Linked DNA regions of Rattus norvegicus: region 1 is linked to region 2. Evidence: chromatin contacts called from public Hi-C data. All regions are on one chromosome and are shown on one strand. The core of a region is the stretch at or near the end of the contact, and the rest is flanking DNA. Distances in the headings are between cores, read along the strand shown.

What was found. Hi-C and Micro-C count contacts between places; a contact is called where the count stands out from the background.
Region 1: a contact with region 2 is called in a Hi-C map of prefrontal cortex, with 2.5 times the contacts expected there. The contact joins two enhancer-like sites. A contact is called at or near these places in 4 of 12 Hi-C or Micro-C datasets (frontal cortex, liver, mammary epithelial cells and 1 more).

The regions. Positions count from the first base shown.
Region 1 is chr3:39,467,128-39,469,863 of GRCr8, reverse strand. Dab2ip (DAB2 interacting protein) reads right to left here. Exons shown (of 16, transcript NM_138710.4): 9 at 1,587-1,823; 10 at 1-15. Among named protein-coding and RNA genes, the nearest start is that of Dab2ip, 160 kb to the right of the region's middle. Within about 2 kb of position 1,448, at least 7 of the 93 cell types and tissues checked have an H3K27ac peak or open chromatin away from gene starts, as enhancers often do. A contact at or near this core is called in prefrontal cortex, where this site is marked.
Region 2 is chr3:39,297,958-39,300,720 of GRCr8, reverse strand. No RefSeq gene overlaps it. Among named protein-coding and RNA genes, the nearest start is that of Dab2ip, 13 kb to the left of the region's middle. Within about 2 kb of position 1,375, at least 11 of the 93 cell types and tissues checked have an H3K27ac peak or open chromatin away from gene starts, as enhancers often do. A contact at or near this core is called in prefrontal cortex, where this site is marked.

The DNA of each region.
Region 1 (2,736 bases), core at 199-2,698, 170 kb before region 2:
TCTTTGCTGCCAAACCTGGACAGAAAAGGGCAGCCAAGATAAGGGCCCCTTAGTTGAGTCAGATCTCATCTCCTTCCTCACCATGGCTGCTGCCAATCAAGGTTCTGAGTTGCTAGGGTCTTCTCAAGGCCAAGACCACTCTACCCTTTGCAGGAACTAAAGTAACTAGTGTTCATGTTTCCTCTAACACTGCCCCTTATGGGCCCTGCCTCTTTTCCTGCAGACGGGAAAGCCCAGTACATAGGTCAATTTCAGATCCACACTTGGCCCAGTTGAGGTTTTGGGGTCATCAGGGACACCCCCCTCAAGCCCTGTCTCCTCCTCCAAATTTCCCTTTCCCAAGGGAAGAGACCACCGAACAAGTCAGAGGCTTGGCAGTGGTGTCAGCTCTCCTTCATTTTCTCCAAATGACAAGGCCTGCTGACCTGATCTTGTCACCTACTATCTGTCCCTGTGCCACTGCCTCCTTTAGCCAGTGCCCATCATTTTTAACTGAAGTCTGGCTATAGCCTCCCTCAGTCTCTCCTTACCAGACATACCTTGTTCAGTGGAGATCCTTTGCAGAGGCCAGAGGAGGTAAGGGCCATGCTGTATGGTCCACCTCTATACCGTGTGGCCTTCAGGTTCCTGTAGCCCTCATCAGTTACTTCCTGTCTCTCCCAGCTTTGTCTTGGTGACCTAGATGCCTTTGGTACCAGGCTTTACCATCAAGCCAGCTTCTGTTTCTTGTCTGAGCTAGATGATTGGTCTTCCTGTCTTTTCTCCCCAAAGCCTTTGCTCTCCTGAGACTTTGGCATCGTCTTGGCCCCACCCTTCTCTCCACTGCACTTGCCTCCCACACTCACAGTCAAGGCCCAGCACCGACAGACCTAGAAAAGGGCTCGATCCACAACTGTGAACTAATGACAGGATTACCCAGCCCTGCCACTTTATCTACACTGTCTAAACTGGCAGCCAAGGGGCTTAGAGATGCTCAGTGGTTGAGAGCATAGGCAGAGGACCCAGATTCAATTTCCAACATCCACACAGTATTTCACAGCCATCCCTAATCTGGTTTCTGGGCGTCTGATGCCCTCTTCTGACCTCTGTGGGCACCAAGCACTCATGTAGTATACAGACATACACGGAGGCAAAAACTCACACATAAAATGATTAAATCTTAAAAAAAAAAAAAGAACTTTACACAGCCCAAACCACCAGATGTGCTTTACAGGTAATCATCCTGGCAGTATTAACCCAAGTGCCCAGCTACCCAGGAAATCAGCCATTCCCTACAAAGTGGAGCTCGGTGCTCAAAGACAGACTCGAAGCCTTATGGCACTTTATGATAATGTGTTAACTCAAATACGCAGAAGGGAAAAATATCTTGTCTTCCCACCTTTAAAATCCAAAGAAGCATTCCAAAACGGCACTGCACTACTGGGAGGGTGGCTGTGGAGGAGGTTTTATTCTGAAGCAAGTGGCTGTGGGGAGGCTGAGGGAGACAGGGATAAAACCAAGGCCCACTGCACTAGCCTGGGTCAAGAGCACACACACCCCAAGTTTCTGTCCCTGTCTACTTCAACCCCATGGGATGAAACACTCACTTGGCAAAGTTGGCCAGGTTCTGGGTAACTTTGGCGATGAGCGTGAGGGTGCGAGCTGTGCGGTCGTCAGGATACTCCTGAAGCAGGTTGAAGAGCGAGGGCGACATGATGGCAGGGCACAGGAAGCGAAGGAAGAGGGAGGCGCTAATGAGTCGTTCACTGATATCAGGCCGGCCGCGGCTGCTACACTCCTGCCGCCATGAGGCGAACACCTCTTTAAGTTCCCGAGGGAAGACACTGCACAGGAACAAAGATGGGCCTGGGGGGTCAGGTAGGGCCTTGGACAGTTCAGGGCCAGATCTGTTTCTGAGTCGCATGGAACCCCGATTCCCAAACCCACACCTATGCTGATGGTGGAACGAGCTCAGGGCTCTGCAGCCAAGCCGGATGACTGTCCACTAGGCAGAGATGTGTGCTGGGCAGTGCTGCCATGCACTCTAAGACACTGTGGGGGACACAGCCAGCACAGGGTGGGCAGAGAGGCTGCTCAACAGACAGGGTAGGTTCAGTGAAGGGTCCAAGTGCACTAAGCATGAAGGCTGGCGGAACTGGAATACAACAGCTCTTCCCCAGGAGAAAGACATCTTTCTGTTCCAACATTAGGCTTCTGGGTCCAGAAGCATGAAGAAAACAAAACCACAGGGCAGACAGATGCTGTTCCTTGGGCTCCCACTTCAGGCTATCGAGACTCATATCGAGACCCTGCCTGAATGATGTCACAGGAATCTGGGTTTTCCACAGAGCTCAAAATGACTGAGCAGGGGAGTACCCCCAGCTAGTGAGAACACTGTGGTGGACTCGCTGGGGAGACGAATAAAGACTTTCCTAGGGTGACAGTTACGAAGGCACAGCGGGCACCACCTTCCCTGCCTTTTCACCCTAGGGCAGACCAGACCCAGTGCTCCCTGGACCTAATATACTACTGGCTCTGTCCTGAGCCCAGCAGGCAGGGCATGTGGCAGAATGAGGCAGAATCAGCAAAGTCGCCTATGAACAGGGGCAGGCAGCCCTCCAGCCTGATGCTTGAGCCAGGTGATGTCTACTGACGTCTTGTCCAGGAGAAAAGCCTGTCCCAGATGCAGAAGGAAGAAACAGAGACTGTCCACACAAGGTCTTCCCCATGGAATGAAGGGCAAAGGCTGAGAATACA
Region 2 (2,763 bases), core at 126-2,625:
AGGTAGACCATGAGCAAGGGCCACACGGTGTCAACAAGATGAGAACAAGGGAAGCTCTGCTGATTGTGGGAACCTCACAGAGTGACACTAAATCAGCGAGGGCTTCCTGAAAGAACGGTGGTGTGAACAGAAACTGAAGGAATTTACACACATCCCCTAGAAACAGAGGTGGCCGCCCCGGGTGGGGGAGCAAAATGAACTCAGGAAAGGAAGAACCACAGCATGTCATTTGAGGAACTGAAAAAGATAGACAGGAAATGAATTACCTCACAGGATCCTAGGAGTCACAGAGCATTGGTGGCGGGTGGGTGATGGAGTCCACCCCGAGATAGACTGTGGGGGAGAAACAGGTAGAGAATAGATATAGTCAGGTGACAGAATGCAGGGACATTCTCTGGAAGCTGTCTATAACCAGTACGTCAGTGGGGGCTACATGCTGGGTCTAGTCGGCGTGTGCTGGAAAGAGACCAGGCTGATGGATACCTATCTTGTGTGTTGACTTCAGTCTGATCCAGAGAGAGCTGTATGTCAGGAGCCCTGGAAGCGCCTTTACCATGTCTCTGGGTTCCCCTAAAGGACCCCCCGCCGCCAGGCAGTGACTGTTTTCCAGCCTTGGTACACAGTGCAGGGACATGTGAGAGCCTGCTGGGTGCCCCAGGTCCTGGCACAGGAGAGAGGCGATGATCCAGGCAGACAGGCTCTGGGTTCCCATAGAGCCCTGCCCAACATATGGCCAGAATCCGGCGTAGCGTTGGGGAGGGAGGGAGCTGGAGAGAATTCCAGAAGGACGCAGTATTTATGCTACAGGAAGTGGAAGAGCGTTCACAAGAACGGGAGCAATGAGTGACAGACAGAAGGGAGGAAAGGGATCTAAGGAGTCGGAGCATGGGTTGATTCCTGGAAGCCCATGAGTCCCAGAAGCCAGCTTCGGAACTTGACTTTCTTCTAAGGGTGGTAGGGAGCTGTGGAAGGTCCTGAGCAGACATCGCTTGCTCAGGGACTGAGGTCAGAGGCCCCAGTTTCCGTGCAGAGGGAGCCAGGACCAACCACTTCGCCACAGACCCCCCCCTCTCTTACAGTTAACTCCCGTCACAGGCGAGGTGGGCCACGATGGCTTCCGCTCCTGCAGAACCTAGAACTCAGTACCTCGAAAGCAGATCCTGAAGGTCATACAGGCTTGACCAGAGTATCGACGCTTGTCACTAGCAGATGTGAAGCTATTTGACTCACAGCAGCAGGAGCCACCCATGGGGTCTGCTGACTTACTGAGAGTCTACTCCAAATGCCACCTACTGAGGCTGTCGGCAGGATGCTGAGGAAATAAATCTGTTCTCTAAGACACCCCACCCCTTCTCTCCATGGTCCAGGGGCTGGAAGCAGTCGGCAGCCTAGCAGCGCCACCGTGTGGTCGAGCTGGGCCAGCACAACAAGGCGGTTCCGCTCGGAGCCAGGACATTTGTTTGTTTTGCCCAACCAGAAAGGTGCTCTAAGCCCTGGGTTCCATTCCCAGTCCTCTTTTCACTTTCCTTTTCCTTTTTCTTTAAAAACTCTTTTTGAGACAAAGTCTCCTTAAATTGCCTAGGCTGGACTTGAACTCACTCTGTAGCACAGACAGGCCTTGAACTCAAAATCCTCCTGTTTCAGCCTTCTAAGTAGCCGGGGTTACAGACATGTACCACCAGGCCCAGCTAAGGACACTTAATTATATAAAGATTCTCATGATGTATTTTCAACCTACTTCTTCAACATTATCATTGGTCTGTTGGTGATTGGCAAGTATTAGGTAATATTTATCTAATGCAAATGTATAAATGACATGGATTCTATGAGACAAAAATAGACATTTTTTTTTCAGAATTATCATCTCTTATCTGCCAAGTTAAACACGGATCATACTTTGTCAAATAGGCTTCAGTGTTTTTTCTACAGAACATGGTGTGTGTGTGTGTGTGTGTATGTGTGTGTGTATGTAGTGTGTGTGTATATATATATGTGTGGTCCCAACCATCTGTAATGAGATCTGATGCCCTTCCCTCTTCTGGTGTGTGTCTGAAGACAGTGTACTTATATATAATAAATAAATAAATCTTTAAAAAAATGTGTTTGTGGGCCAGGCAGCGGTGGCACACACCTTTAATCCCAGCCCTTGGGAGAGAGAGGCAGGCGGATCTCTGAGTTTGAGGCCAGCCTGGTCTGCAGTGTGAATCCCCCGATGGCCAGTCCTAAAGAGAAAAACCCTGTCTCAGAAAAAAAAAAATGTGTGTGTTTGTGTTTGTGGTATGCAAGGGCTGTGTGTGCGCTCTCACCTGTGGGAGTGTACATCTGTAGGCACACATATGGAGCCTGAGGCAGACATTGGGAATCTTCCTTCACTCTTCTTCACTGAGGCAGGGTCTCCCAGCTGAACCCGGACCTTGGCCACGTGGTAGTTTGCTTAAGCAGTGTCTCGGTTAGGGTTTGACTGCTGTGAGCAGACACCATGACCAAGGCAACTCATATAAGGACAGCATTCAATTGGGGCTGGCTTACACGTTCAGAGGTTCAGTCCATTATCATCAAGGGAGGGAGCAGGGTAGCATCCAGGCAGGCCTGGTGCAGGAGGAGCTGAGAGTTCTACATCTTCATCTGAAGGCTGCTAGTGGAAGAATGGCTTCCAGACAGTGACACACCCACTCCAACAGGGCCACACCTCCAAATAGTGCCACTCCCTGGGCAAAGCACATTCAAACCACCACAGGCGGCTTGATCCAGCAGTCCCCTATA